2 separate regions of the Capra hircus genome follow, and region 1 is linked to region 2. Evidence: chromatin contacts called from public Hi-C data. All regions are on one chromosome and are shown on one strand. The core of a region is the stretch at or near the end of the contact, and the rest is flanking DNA. Distances in the headings are between cores, read along the strand shown.

Region 1 (7,811 bases), core at 5,219-7,718, 180 kb before region 2:
CTTGGCTGCAACAGGTACTGGTGGAAAAAGGTCACCGAAGTTCAAGGCACTGGTGACCAAGTCAGGTTCGGGCCAGTTCCATGGTTCTGTGCCATCAGCCCATTCACAGGAGGACAAGAATCACAGCTGAGGATAAATGGAACATGAGCCAGCCCCCAAAGGGAAGGTTTTGGAAAGAATTGGTTGATCGTCTCAGACCAGTAGGCTGGTGTTCAGAGGAGTCTAGTCACAAAGGGAAACTAAGGCAGAAGCAAGTATACCGTGTCTGAGGCAGGCAGCACCATGTGTGTGATTCCAGACCTCGCGGCTGCAAACCAGGCTTCCAAGCCTGGAAGAACTCGGGAAGAATGTAGGACCTTCCTGTAGGTGGTAGTCACTCCCTGCTGTTGGGATAGCTAGACAAAGGCCAAGCCTGACCTGGGCCTTCAGTGCTGCTCAGGCTTTGAGCTGGCAAAAGCCACATTTATTCCCTTAAGCACTGAGCACAGCTACGTGCCAGGGCACTCTGCTGGTCTCCGGGGACACTGTGGTGAGAAACACAAGTGCCTTCCTTGCTCCCATGTACTCTGCAATCTTGAGCAAAGTCAGACAGGAGAGCATGGATGGATACCAGAAGTAAGTTTGACTTGTCAGGAGACAAAGATCCCGAAGCCCTTTGAAGGCAAGGCTACAGGGCCTGAAATTGATGAGCCCGTGTCATCTCCTCCACAAACTGTCCCAGACCTTCTTCAGCCAAGTCTGCTGGTGGGGACGGCTCCTCTTCTAGGTTGGAGGTGGGAGTCGTATAGTTTTCTATCTTATTTCTATATCCTCTCTGAGACTATCAGCATCTTTAGGGGAAGGAACCACACTTTCTTGTCGCTAGATCACCCATGTCACACAGCTTGTAGGATCTTAGTTGCCCAACCAGAGATCAAACCTGGGCCCACAGCAGTGAAAGCTTGAAACCCTAACCAGTGGACCACCACGGAATTCCTTAGCGTGTCTTCTTTTTAAACCAGAAGCTCTAGAAAGTTAAACATCCTTGCTTTCTAATTTAGGCAGTTCTCCCCAAGGCTTACGTAGCACCAGGCCCTGTCACTCTGGAAATGTTGCCTGAATGATCTTGGGAGTAGAACTTGATCTTCAGTGTCCTCATTCTGCCTTCAGTCTCACAGCTTGTGGGAGTGGGTCTTGAATCCCAGCCCCTTCAGATCCACTTGTCTTTCTTCCAAGTTATTAGACAAAGGCATTTCTCCACTCCTGGCCCACAAAGGATAACCATCTGTTAAAACTTAACTAATCTTAAGTCTTAAGCAATGGAGAGTAGTCATGAAGTCCTAATGCCTTGTGCCGGGCACTACACTGAGTTCTCTGTGAATACGTGAATGTGCTCCATCCTCCTTTTGACTCAGTCATTGCCCCTGTCCCCAGATGAGAAGGGGAGCCACAGAGAGAGCAGCAGGATGGGTCAGGCACCTGCCCCCAGCTACCGATTACCCTGAACTGTAGCTGATTCTCCCAGGAAAAGGATCAGGAGGGAGCCAGCAAACAGCTGGAAATGGGCTTGTTAGACCAGTCATCAAATTCTGCCACACACTAGAATCCTAATGCCCAGGATGCACATGAGGCTAATTAAGGCAGACTTTCTGGGCGTAGGACCCTGGCATCTATAGCTTTTTAAACTTCCCAGGTGATTCTCATAAGCAGCCAAGTTTGAGAATGATTGCTTCCTGCTAAAATACTGACTATGGCCCAGGAGTATCAGCTTCACCTGGGAGCCCTACCCAGCCCTGCTGAAGCCAAATCTGTATTTCAATAGATGTCCCAGGTGATTCATTTGCATTAAAGTTTGAGAAGCACTGGTTTAGGGCTTTGGTAGCAAAGTCTTATTAATCCACCTGGCTTCTGTTATCAGCATTAAGTCCTTAATAAGCAGATCTCAAAATTCCATAGAAAAGCTCTGAATCAATCTGATTTATTGACTCAAAAAATGACCTCTGAGAAAACTATGCCCTTTTACTTCCCACTGTGTGAAGAACTGGGGAAGAAAAGTTCAATTCCTAGTTATGTCTAACAGAACTTAGGTCAAGTCCATTCCAGAACTGGCAGAAGAATTACTCCTGGCTGTCTTCCTCCTTCTGAGATAGACTCAGGACACAGGTAGTGATGACCACACCTGGGCTGCCAAGGTGACTGATAAAATCTCCAGCCGGCGGTGTCCACGTGTTGATGGCTTCAGCTATTTTCCCGTGGTGTATATGTGTCATAGCTCAACAAATGATACCAACAATCCTTTGTCCCAGCAGAGCTCTTATTTGTCATCAGCTTTCTGATTTCAACTAGAGACGCTGTCCATTTTTTTAGTTGTTTCTTTGCCATTACTTTAGAATGCTGTTTGCTTCACCTCATCTCTGCCAAGTCCTTGAATCTGCTTCACACGGTCTGTAAGAATACGATTTTTGCAGGCAGTGGTCGTTTGAAACCAGTCATACATAACAATCATATAATTTCAGCCTTAAACCTGAGACCACTGTCAGAACAACTAGGCTCATCTCTGTAAGTCAGTCAGAGGAGGAGGAGAAAGTCTCAGAGAGGCATGGCTGTGTGGGGCAGCATGGTTTAGAAGGATTTGAGGGCAGATGTATGACCTTGAGAAGTTACTTAGACTCTCTGAACCCATTTTCACACCTCTGAGTGGAGAAAGTTATTTCTTTTTTTTGTAAGAAAGTTATTTCTATTTCACAGGATTGCCGTGCAGATTAACTGAGCTGCTGACATAATAGTTACCTCTGTTGCCTTTAGTTGCTAAATTGTGTTGCAACCGCATGGACTTTAGCCCTCCAGGCTCCTCAATCCTCATGGGATTCCCCAGGCAGGAATAATGAAGTGGCCTGCCATTTCCTCCTCTAGGGGCATCTTTGTGACTCAGGGATTGAACCCAAGTCTCCTGCATTGGCAGGCAAATTCTTTACCCCTGAGCCACCAGGGAAGCTTGGCAGTTACCTAGGGCTGCATTAACCACTTATCTCAGACCTTAGCAACTCAAAACAATAAAATTATCTCAGTTTCTGTGGGTCAGGGAGCCACTTAGCTGAGTGGTTTACACTGAGGGTTTCTCTCGAGGTAGTTTGGGGCTGTGAGTACCTGAATGTTTGACTGGGGCGGGAGGGTCTGCTCCCAAGATGACTCCACTCACTCACAGGCCTGTTGGCAGGAGCGCTTAGTTCCTCGCCTCAGCCCTCTCAACAGGGCTGCCTCCCCCAGACTGAATGATCTAAGAGAGAGGTGGACGCCGCATGCCTTTATGACCTATCCACAGAAGTCCCACGTCGTCACTTCTGCATTCTCTGGGCCACATGGATCAACTCCAGTACAGTGTGAGCCGCCAGGGAAGCCCCACACCCCATCTCTAATATTAGTTGCTTCCTGCTCTTAATATGGCAGCCAATTTCCCTCCTCCATTTCAATCACCAAATATTCCAAGAAGGAAGATTCTTGAGGTGATTCAGTTATGTTCTTACTCCAAATTACTCTGACTAAGTCGGAAGCTTCTCTCCTGACATCAGGCCTCACATCTGATCAAGGATCCAGACAGTTATGACTCAGAAATTTGGTACCAGACTCAGAATTTATCCCAGTTCACCTGACGAACACGGAGATTGACTGAGATGCTCCTTGTTTGACTATTCTCTGGTCCTTGTCCACTTTCCCCTTGAACGAATCCACTCTATGCTTTTTGCTATATCTGCAAGATGTCAGACTCAAGCACTATCAAATGCACTGGCTGAAATTTCCCTCCTTGTCCCAGAATATCTGCCCTTGAATACAAAGGGTTAACTTTTGGATCACTGACAATATGGTTGTATAAATGTGACCCCACCATTATACAAACAAATTCCCATTTGAAAGGAAAGGGCTAGTTAATACCAAGTTCTTCAACACTAGCAATGGGGAAGCATCAAGAAATAGAGAGGGGCCAGTCCTTTCCGTCTGCTTCTCTGGCTGACCCTCCTTGGTGGCCGGTGAGTTGGCATTTTCCAGCCTGTGGTAAACAATAATGATACATAGAAAGCTCTCCAGGGTATCATCATAGCAGATTCTGTGCTACAGCCTTAAACACAACTCACGCAACTGTCGAATGAACTGATGTATGGATGGATAGATGAATAGATGGATGAATTCTTCAGGTGTAATATGACTATGGGTATATGACCACTATACCAAAGGGTAGTGCCTCGCGGGAGGGGACCATTCCCATTGGCCAGGCCTCCGCTCTGCTGACAGCACCCACACTGTACTGGCCATTAGAGACAGCACCCAGTCTGGAAGAACGTGGTACCGTGTTGCAAACTAGGTTACAGAGGAATGTCTAGAACCCAAATGATATGCGCTTGCTCATAGCACTGGCTGGATTGACTGGGAATCTGCAAGGAGCAGGACTTGATCGACTCCGAGCTGCAAAAAGATAGATCTTAGAGCCAGGATCCGAAGTCAAAGTAGAGCGAGGTAGAGGATGGGTGAATATAGCTCTGGAGTCAATCTGGAGGTGAAAGCTGGGCGCAACGAAGGAGGACGAGGCAGGAGGAGACCAGGGGCGAGGGTTGAGTGTGCAGAGGGGCACTGAAGCTGAGGGGAGACGGAGCAGGGGGAAGGAATGTTTATCAGCGAAGTTCAGCTGAAAGTCATGGAACGCCTAAAACAACGGAGTTAAAACTTCATTCTGTATTAAGTAACAAAGTGTGGAAGTGAGGCATCCTTAGCTGGTACAGCAATTTCGGGGTGATCAAGGATCCAGATTTCTTCAGTCTTGTTACTTCACCATCCTCAACATGTAGCTTCCACCTCATGGACAAAGATGGCAGCTTAGATTCCAGCCTTTACATCCACACTCCAGTCAGTAGTTTGGAGAGAGAAGCAAAATGAGCTCACTGTCTCCCTTAAGGCAGGGTTTCCCAGTCTTGGTGCTATTGGCGTTTGGGGTCACATTGTCACAGGGCCTCTCCTGTTTAGCAGCATCCCTGGCATCTACCACCAGATGCCAGTGTCACTTCCTTCTTCCCAAGAGTGACAGAAAAAATGTCCCCTGACATTGCTCAGTGTCCCCGGGGAAGCAAAATCTATTCAGCTAGAGAACCACTGCTTGTAATTGACTTCTTGAGGCTGCACCTGATCTCTCTGCCACTGATCAGAACCTAGTCACAGAGGCAACTCTTAGCCACCAGGAGCTGGGGAATGTTATCTTTCTTCCAGCCAACCACGTGCCAGCTAAAACCCAGGAGTTTTATTGCGAGAAAGGAAACGAGAAAAGGTATGGGGAGATTATGAAAGCACAAGGGCTCAGCCAGACTTTGGGCTGCTTCATTCCAAATCCCAGCTCCCAGCTACTGGTTAGCTGCAAGGAGAAGGCTTTGTGGTCCCAGTAGCATCTTAGATCGCTAGGGTAGGAACTTTCCTCCCAAAGGCTGAGCCTTCAGCTGAGAAAGGCAAACACTGGGTTCTCACTCTGCCTTTCAGCGTGGCACCTGAACTCAGGTTTATGAGTATGTTACAAGGCACAGAACTTTGAGTTGCCCTTCACTGTGGAGATCCATTTTTTGCTTCAGTTCCCATGAGACAGCACTAATCGAGTTTCCTCCCCACTCCTCTTCTACTTTCTTTCTCTCTCGTCCTCCTTTCTTCCCTTAGGTGTTCTTACAAGAGGATTGGAAGTAGAATCAGGAGCCCTGAGATCTAGCTTCCTCCTGCCACTGACTTAGGGTGAGACACCCAATTTGTCTGGTGTCAGTGTCTATAAAACTAGGAACTGACCAGATGATCACTGAAGTCCCCCTCCCTCTGAATGTGCAGGCTCTCCAGAGTCCTGTGTCCCTCCAGAACTGTGGGGAGAAGCGGAGAGTGCCTGTCCCTGAAAGGCTATCCTCAGCCCCTGGCAGGGTCTGTGTCTGCCAGGCTCCCCCACCGTGTGAAGTCCCAGCCTGGAAGATGTCACCGGTCCCTCCCACGGGCTCCGGATAGACCTGCTTTGGATGAACGGCACTCTTGTTTTGCTAAGTTTCACCAGCTCAAATCAGGCCAAATGTGCTTACTACAAACCTGTCCTTGTGCCAGGCGGATGGCTGCAGCGCTTCCCGGCTGCCAGCTGAAGGTTGAAATGGCCCTAGTGGTGGCCTCTGGGGTGGTTTTGTTTCGTTGGTCAGATCCCCATGTCCTGGTAAATTCTGTTTCTCTAGTTAAAGTGTTTTCAGTCTTTATTTGTTCAATAAACACTTCTTGAGCACCTGTGATTCCCAGGGGCCCCAGAAATACAAAAACAAATAAGTCACAGGCCCCCCTTTCTGGAATGGCACTGAACCTGGCCTTGCTGGTGCCCCAGCGTCTCGTCCCACCCGACCGTGCAGCCTGTCTCCCTCCACCAGCTACAAGCTGTGCTTGGGATCCTCTCGCCGGAATCACTGTCTCTTTCCCTGTGCAGATTTTGCATTTGCGCAAGCTCAGCCTGAAATAGGACACTGCCCCTACTATACACACACACACCTCTCTCCCTGGCCATGCCTTCCTTCCTCATTATTCAGGTTTCTCAGTTTAAATGTTCCATCTTTTGGGAGACCTTCCCTGACTGTGCTGCTCCTAACCCCAGGCTAAAGTACACCCTCTCTCATATTCACTTAGAGCACCCTGACTTTCCTTTCCAAAGCATTCACCATCTTGTATTCCTGAAGTCTTCTCCCTCGCTGCCCTGCGACCTCCCTGGTGGCACTGAGGAGCCGGGTCTCTCTCAATCACTGCTGGCAGACAGTAGGCCCTCCGTAAATGACACACGGGGCCTTCTCTTGTGGTCCAGTGGCTGGGACACCACGCTTCTCATGCAGGGGGGCTGGGGCTTGATCCCTGGTCAGGGAACTGGCTCCTGCAGGCCACAACTAAAGATCCCATGTGCCGCAATTAAGACCCAGCGTATCCAAATAAATACATTTTTTTTACTAAGTAAAAAAACATAAATTTCACTTGAATGAATACTGCATGAAGGAAACCATGAAAGGGAGAGAGATACAGACAAACACCCTCCATCAGGCACTGCTCCAGGAAGGCTGGCAGAGTGGAAAGAGTCCCTGGCTGCGGGCATGGGGGAGGGATGGGTGGGAAGTCTTCACAGGAAGGAAGAGGAATGAGAAAGGTGAAGAGGAAAGGAAAGAGCAGCCCAGGTAGGAGAAACTGCAGGGGTGAAGACGTGGGGCGGGGCTCTGACATTCCCTGGGCCTGGGGAGACACTCGGCCAGTGATCAGGGCCGCAGACATGGGGAAGCTATGGGCCCCCAGCCCTGGGTCTGTGTTCTCCCAGGAGCACAGGCCAGTGCCTCCCTTCCGCTCTGCCTCTCCCCTCCTGCCCTCCGCCTACCCTGATACTTTGTTTAAGAGCTTTCAGAAGCTCTGGATCTGGAGTCCTTAAGAAGGTAGAGTGGTCCAGTGCGCAGGATTCTCCATTGTCTCCTTTCTCCTCTTCCTCCATCCCTCTCTCCCTCCCTTCCATCCTTCCATTCTTTACCAACTTCAACTCATATTTACCAAGCTCCTTCTATGTGTTAAAAGTTGGAGAGAGAATGTTCCTCTCATTCTCTCTGAAACCTTTGAAAAATGAATCCAGCCAGAAACCAGACAGAGTTCCACTGGGCTGGAGCCGTGGTAGGGGAAGCAGAGGGGAGCTGGCAGGCAGGCAGACAAGAGCAGGAACAGCATCTCGGCCGGGTCCCCAAGCAGGCACAGATTTAGGGGTCAGGTGAGCGGAGCTGCCAGTGCAGAAATGGGGCAAAGAGTCAGCAGGATGAGCTCCA
Region 2 (7,412 bases), core at 756-3,255:
CATGTATGGTGTGAGAGCTAGACCATAAAGAAGGCAGAATGCCAAAGAATTGATGCCTTCCAACTGTGGTGCTGGAGAAGACCTGAACGTCCCTTGGACAGCAAGATCAAACCAGTCATCTTAAGGGAGATCAACCCTGAGCTGATGCTGAAGCTGAAGCTCCAGTATTTTGGTCATCTGATGCGAACAGACGACTCATTGGAAAGGTCCCTGATGCTGAGAAAGATTGAGGGCAGAAGGAGAAGAGGGTGTCAGAGGCTGAGATGGCTGGCACCGATGCAATGAACATGAACTTGGGCAAACTCCAGGAGATGGTGAGGGAAGGGGAGGCCTAGAGTCCATGGGGTCGCAAGGAGTCAGACGCGACTGGCGAATAAACAACAGTAACGCCTATGGCAAGCTGGAGGGGGAAGGGTTTTGGTAAGGCCTTCTTAATCTGTCACTCTTGATCACAGAACTGCCACATCGATTGGAACAAGGGTGGCATTTTATGTTGTGTCTCCGACATTAAGACCAAGGGTGTGACAGATAATAATGGTCCACCCATCATATTACCGCAAAAGATCAGAGATTACCCCAACACTAAGACCAAGGGTGTGACAGATAATAATGGTCCACCCATCATATTACCGCAAAAGATCAGAGATTTCCCCGACACTCCTGCGTTTGCTCTTATATTCCATACACTTTCACTTCTGTAACCCCTTCTTGAACCTGTGAAACCTGCTTCCATTTTCGCTCTTTGTCATTCTTTTCATATTTTCCTGGGGCTACTTCTTTAACCTTCAGGAGTTGCCCACCCCCGACACACACTCACATACACTAAGTTATCTTCCTTTTAGACTGAAGATTCTAATTCTTTCTAGCTTCTTCACACATAGCCTTACAGTTATATTAATAGAGTCTCTTTTCTGAGAGAGACTTAAAAGTATATATTTTTAGGAAAGGAACTGATAAGCTACAGCAGAGCTGGGTGATTTTTTTTTTTTAAGAAGAAATGTTCATTATGGATTTGTGATTTTCCTTTTAGAAGAAATGTTTATTATAGATTTTTTTTGTTTTAAAGTAAATTGTTCTTAAGAAAGACAAATTGGAAAATAAATATAATAATAGCATAGTAGGGAAGGCATTGGGGAGACTGTTTTCTCAGATTAACCAAGGTTATATAGGCAAGGCCAGGTTGTAAATAGCACAGTGCCTGCAGACGAAACAGCTCTCCTGACTCCGCTGTTAGCAAGTGTCAGGACAGAGTGTAGCCTTTTGTTCCCACGAGCTCCCTAGTGAATGAATGGCCTTTTCTTTTGTTGTCAGCCCTTGTGGATTCTTGCTGGAGCCACTTGTGAGCTTTTCTAAGACATCTGCAGTTTCTGAGCTTGCTTTGCAGGTTAGATGAAGGGACGGGACTGGAGCTTTACCCTGGAGAGGAGACCAGAGCCCTTGGACTTCTTCCTCTGGGTGTGCACTGGCTACTTAGGAGCCTAGAGCCACTTGGAGCCCCGTCCTTTATGGGGTTAATGCTCCCAAATGCTCTTTCTAAAAGGGGCTTGCAGACTTGACGGTCTGCCCAAGGCTCAGATCTCACAAGACCATTTCCTGCAGTCGGCTGGCCAGGGCTACATTAGGTCACCCTGCAGATTAAAAGAGGAGTAATTATGTGAATTCCAGTGCCAAGAATAAGTGCCCCGGGCTGTGGGGGCCTCGGTGGGGGCAGGGGCGGTAAGGCTGCAGCCCCTAAGCCCGCTTTGTGCTCAAGATGGTTGCAGCCATGGTCACGGTTAAATAGCTGTCTTTGAGGAAAGTCTTTTCTTCCAGCAAGGGAAATCAGTCCAGTCTGCTCTGAATTAGCCAGCTCACAAAGTCATGAAAGGGACTTACAAAAACAATGGCACGCTGTACATTCTGTGAGATTTTAACAAGTTATACGAACCAAATAATGGCCCAGTTGGCTGGCTCTGCAGGTTTTTGCCTGAGTGTGCACATCCAGAGAGCCAGTGCCGCCCTGTGGACCAGAAGATCAAACACTGCCAGCAGTGAATGGGAAACAGCCCTGGGACTCATCTTGGGAGCAAGGAAAGACAGCTCCCATCCAGCTCCTCCCACTCCACCCCAAAAACCTTTTCTACAAAGATTCCTCGGAAGCTTAATGTTACTACAGTTTTAAAAGATTGCTGAGGCAGGGTGAGAAGAATAGGCATGGAGGATATTCTTTCATTTCATGGAATCCTATCCTGCAGGTCTGCGAAAATGTGGCCATTTATAAAAAGTGAAACTTCATCATGAAAACATACGTCTATTTAGAAATCTGTTTGTTAGTGTCTATAGTGGCATTATTTCTAATTGACAAAAACTGGAAAGAGCACCAGTGTCTTTTGACTGCTGAGTGGATAAACTGCAGACCCACACGGTGACATCCTTTTCAGCATTAAGAAGGAATGGACCGTGGGATGCAGATAAAACCTGGCAGATCAGTGGTTGAAGGGGTGCAGGAGGGAATAGGGCAACTTTGGGGGAATGATAGAAATACTTTGATTGGGGTTGTTTCAGATCTCATAGAACTGTACGGAAAGGGGTGATTTTAGTATTTGCAAATTATACCTCACCAAGCCTGACTTTAAAAAAGCAAACTGTAGCCTTAAGTGCTGCCATCTCACTATGGGAGATTTTTGGTTTTGAGATGGGCCATGTCGAACTGCTGACCAGATGGAGAGAGTGCTGAGCTTGTGGGTATTTTTACTGCTTTGGTTCATTCAGCAGATAGTTTGGGACAGATTCTGTATGTTAGTAATTGTCCGGTCAAGTCAGGCTGGGTAGGAGGGAAGTGTCATCAAGAGCCTGACCTGAATGGAGAGGATATATGTATACCATGGCCAGCTTAACCTGGGATGGTGACAGCGGGAATGGAAAGTCAGGGCAGGTGCTGGAGGCCTTCTAGAGATAGAGTTAAGAGTCATTGTATGAGGTGAGTTGACAGTTCCGGCAGGACTTAAATGGGGGTGGTGATGGAGAAGCAGCCGGGGGGGGGGGGGGGGGAAATCCAGAGTTCACACAGTGCTTGGCATCTTGCCCGAAGTCAGTAAGGATTTTAGGGGCGGAAGGGAGATTTTCAATTAAAGACCATGTTACTACAATGATGTTAAGTTAAGCATCTGGGATAGCATTAGCCTGGGGGCTGGGGCAGCGGGGGTGTGCAAGGGGGGTGGGGGGACAGTCGGCAAACTACAGCCTGGGACCAAATCTAGCCTGCTGTCTATTGCTGTAGTCCACAAGCTAAAATAGATTTTATGTTTCTGCATGTTTGTTTGTTTTTTTAAAGAAGAATGTAAAAGTTGTGAAATTCAAATTTCAGTATGCATAAATTTTACTGAAACACAGCCACATCCATTCATTGGTGCATCACCACTTTCTCACAGTGAGGGTGGAGTTGAGTAGTCGTGACAGAATAGGTAGCAAAGCTGAACTGTTCACTGTCTGGACCTTGACAGAAAAGGTTTGCAGACCAGACCCCTCCTCTAGGCTGTGTACACATACACTACCCTTGTTTCCCTTCTGAACAGTGTAGCAGGCTTTCAACAAAAATCTCATCTTTTCACGCCAACACTTCCATGATGCAGTCTTGGGTCATCAACATCACCTTGACCTTGCCTAATGACTGCAGTGAGTCCTTGTGCAAATTGTGTGTGCTTGCATAATCTCAGAGATGATGCTGTTGCAACACTGCGCGGCCTGGACATATTTCGACATCTCGTCGGGTAGACCTGTCTGCTCTGAGTAGCAGTGTCTCTCTAGTCACGTTAGCATCTTCGGCTCTGCTGGGTGAGCAGGTGTGTGGAAACAGCTAGAGTCCTGACTGCTCCTACCTGGCGTTTGTGTGGATAACTCCTCAGGCCAGACGTTGCCAGGACAGCCTGAGATGTATTTTGTCAGTGTCCCAGGTCAGAAGCGAATTCTCCCTACACCCCTGAACTTGATGGTTTGAATCAAGGTCGAAGCCGGGGCTGCCCTCTGGAGGTGCTCGAGGGAGCCTGGTCTGGCCTGTAAGTGGGATATGGCAGGCTCACATGCTTGTTCTGGGCTACAGCCTTCATCTTTGGCTGAAGAAAGAGGACTCTTCTTAGATCCCAATCAGACAGAGAGGCGGTGAAGAGATAACTCACATGTAAGCAAGGATTGAAGCCATGGCCTCTGACCAGAACCAGCTGTATAACTGGGCTTCACGGCCCTCCCCTTGTGGCCTGTCTGTCTCTAAGCTCATCTCCTGCCATCCACCTTACTCACAAACTTTTCCATGCTGGCTTTTCCTGCTGCCCTGGGTCTTTGCCTTTCCTTAGGTTGGAAGGTTCTTTTGTGGTAGAAGAGCTGAGTGGCTTGAAGAGGGTGCTAGATTGCTGTCATGGGTTGAACTGTGTACCCCCACAAGATGTGTTGAAGTCCTAAGACATCTGTCCTAACACCAGTACCTGTGAAAGTAACTGCATTTGGAAAGAAGATCATTGCAGAGGTGATCAAATTAAGGTGCGGTTGTGCTGGGTTGCTTCCCAGGTAGCTCAGTGGTGAAGAATCCTCCTGCCAAGCAGGAGTTGCAGGTTCAATCGCTGGGTCAGGAAAATCCCTGGAGAAGGGAATGGCAACCTGTGGTAGTATTCTTGCCTGGGAAATCCCATGGCTAGAGGAGCGTGGTGGGCTACAGTCCATGGGGTCACAAGAGTTAGACACAACTTAACAACTAAACAACAATCCAATGACTGGTGTCTTACAAGAAGAGGGGAATTTGGACACACAGGGAGCATGCCAAGCAATGACAGAGACAGATCGGGGTTGATGTGTGCGTAGGCTTAGGAACACCGAGGATTGCCAGCAGCCACCACAGGGCAGGAAGAGGCAAGAAAGGTTCCCACCTTAGAGCCTTCAGAGAGCGTGTAGACCTGGGACACCTTGATTTTGGACTCCTAGCCTCCTGAACTGTCAGAGAATATGTTTCTATTTTGAAGCCATCGAGTTTACGGTAACTTGTTACAGCAGCCCTAGGAGACTAATACAGATACACAGCCCCATCTTAGCCATTTCCTCATGATTGTGTGACGCTGGGGCAAGTTCCTAAAATTCTCTGGAGCTCAATTTCCTTAACAATAAATGGGAGAAGTAGGGCTTAAATGAATTAATGCTCGCAAAATTGTTAACACAGTGCCTGCCATGTCGATAACGCAAAGGAAATGCTGGCTTTGTAGCTGTCACCCTAATTCTTGTGTGCCTCGTGCACCCCCATTCAGATTCCACTGCCTCAGAGAGACCTCCCCGACCTCCCTGCTAAAAGCAACTCTCCGGTCACTGTGTTACTACTCCATTATCCGCATAGCACTTGCGCCAAATTCTATAGTTCCGTCAACAACAACAACCAGCTCCTCAGAACTCAGAACTGTGAGTTCTCAGGGCAAGAATTCACATTCTGAGGGCAAGGACCCTTTCGTGTCTTCTTAATAAACATTTAGCAACTGACGGTCTGACTGATGATCCTATACAACCAGATAGGAAGGACATTTAAATTGAAGGGAGAGCCAGTGAGGTTGTTCCAAAGATCTCTCAGTTTCCCAGAATAAGTGGCACTCACATCTCTAAAATTTTTTTCAGGAATTCTTCAGTGATTTTATTTCATGAGAGCAAGGAGGTTCCCACGCCTAACCTCTCTGCTCTTGCCAACATAGTATAGGATAAAAACTTTGGGGTCACAGTTGCACCATAAACACTCACACATTTAGCACATTTAGGCAGAAGTGTATGGTAAAGAGGGCTTCCCTGGTTGCTCAGATGATAAATAATCTGCCTGCAATGCAGGAGACCTCGGTTTGATCTCTGGGTCAGAAAGACACCCTGGAGAAGGAAGTGGCAACCCGCTCTGGTAGTCTTGCCTGGGAAATTCCTTGGACAGAGGAGCCTGGCAGGCTATATCCATGGGGTTGCAAAGAGTCAGACACAACTGAGCAACTTGCACTACTACTGATACTACTATACACTGTTTAAAAGTGTAATTCTGACAACCTCTATGCTTCTGACCTCTGGGATCTTGTTATCAGCTATGGGGTTCCCGTAACTTTTCAGCCTGCTAAATGGGCAGTCAGGCTCTTCAGTATTAGAACCGTTTGCTGTTAAATTCTGCCCCCTAGTGGTAGTTGAATGACACAACAGCACAGCATTTGGCTGCAATACCCCTGTGTATTTTGGGAGGTTTAATATTAAATGTAATGGGCTTCCCTGGTGGCTCAGATGGTAAAGAATTCGCCTGCATTGTGGGAGACCTGGGTTCGATCCCTGGGTTGGAAAGATCCCCTGGAGGAGGGCATGGTAACTCACTCCAGTATTCTTGTCTGGAGAATCCTATGGACAGAGGAGCCTTGTGGGCTAGAGTCCATGAGGTCACGAAGAGTCAGACAGGACTGAGTGACTAAGCATAATACTAAATGTAATAGTGTGCCATAGCATTACATTAACAACTTCAGAACTAAGAGCTCTGTTTAAAGTTTGTAAAATGGCAAATCATTATCATTAGCTTCATATAAGACATTGTCTGACATTCTTAGACAAAAACTCTAACGTGCTGCAGTACGGTATGTAGATTTTGAGGTGGGGGATTGGCATTGATCTGAAGTTTCACATGTTGTTACCAAGAAGTTTTCTTGAAAAAAACTATGTTTGAATTGTGATTTGACAGCTGAAGAAAATGGTGACTTGAAAGGAAGGAAGCTGGTATTAGGTGAGGCAGAAGAAAGAGATGAACATGTTAGAGGCTGAGAGGGAGACCCCAGCCTGTGGGAAAATGTGTGCCCAGGCTGCCTGGGACAGGAGAGATCAGTAGGGAAGTGGGGTTTTTTTAGTCGCTAGGTTGTGTCTGACTCTTTTGGGACACCATGGACTATATGTAACCCACCAGGCTCTTGCACGCATGGGATTTCCCAGGCAAGAATATTGGAGTGGGTTGACATTTCCTTCTCCAGGGGATCTTCCCGACCCAGGGATCAAACTTGGGCCTCCTACATTGACGAGTGGATTCTTGACCATGGAGCACCTGGGAAGCCCAGCAAAGAAGAATAGGGACTGTCCCAAAGAAGAATGGGAAAGGTGAGGAAATTTCAGGTGTTCCTAGGAAATTCTGAGATGGTCAAACTGTTAAGAGAACAAGAAGGCTGAGTTGGGGAACAATTTGACTGATTGCCAAAAATTATGTGTAACTACATATGGTCTGCAACTTGCTTTTTTCATTGTACGTCATTCCATATTAAATGTTCGGATCTAGCTCCTTATTTTAAATGGTTATCCAGTATGCCATTGTATGAGATGGTTATATTTAACTGATTTCCTACTGACATTTGGGTTCTTGTTAAAAACAGCTTTGTTGTTATTTAACAAATGTAGTCGCATTT

What was found. A called contact is a pair of places that touch in the nucleus more often than the background predicts.
Region 1: a Hi-C map of blood shows a contact between it and region 2, with 4 times the contacts expected there. The contact joins two enhancer-like sites. A contact is called at or near these places in 3 of 5 Hi-C or Micro-C datasets (blood and liver).

The regions. Positions count from the first base shown.
Region 1 is chr3:70,894,513-70,902,323 of ARS1.2, reverse strand. No RefSeq gene overlaps it. Among named protein-coding and RNA genes, the nearest start is that of TRNAR-UCU, 11 kb to the left of the region's middle. Within about 2 kb of position 6,468, at least 3 of the 5 cell types and tissues checked have an H3K27ac peak or open chromatin away from gene starts, as enhancers often do.
Region 2 is chr3:70,713,609-70,721,020 of ARS1.2, reverse strand. All of the region lies in intron 3 of BCAR3 (breast cancer anti-estrogen resistance protein 3), which reads left to right. Among named protein-coding and RNA genes, the nearest start is that of BCAR3, 140 kb to the left of the region's middle. Within about 2 kb of position 2,005, at least 3 of the 5 cell types and tissues checked have an H3K27ac peak or open chromatin away from gene starts, as enhancers often do.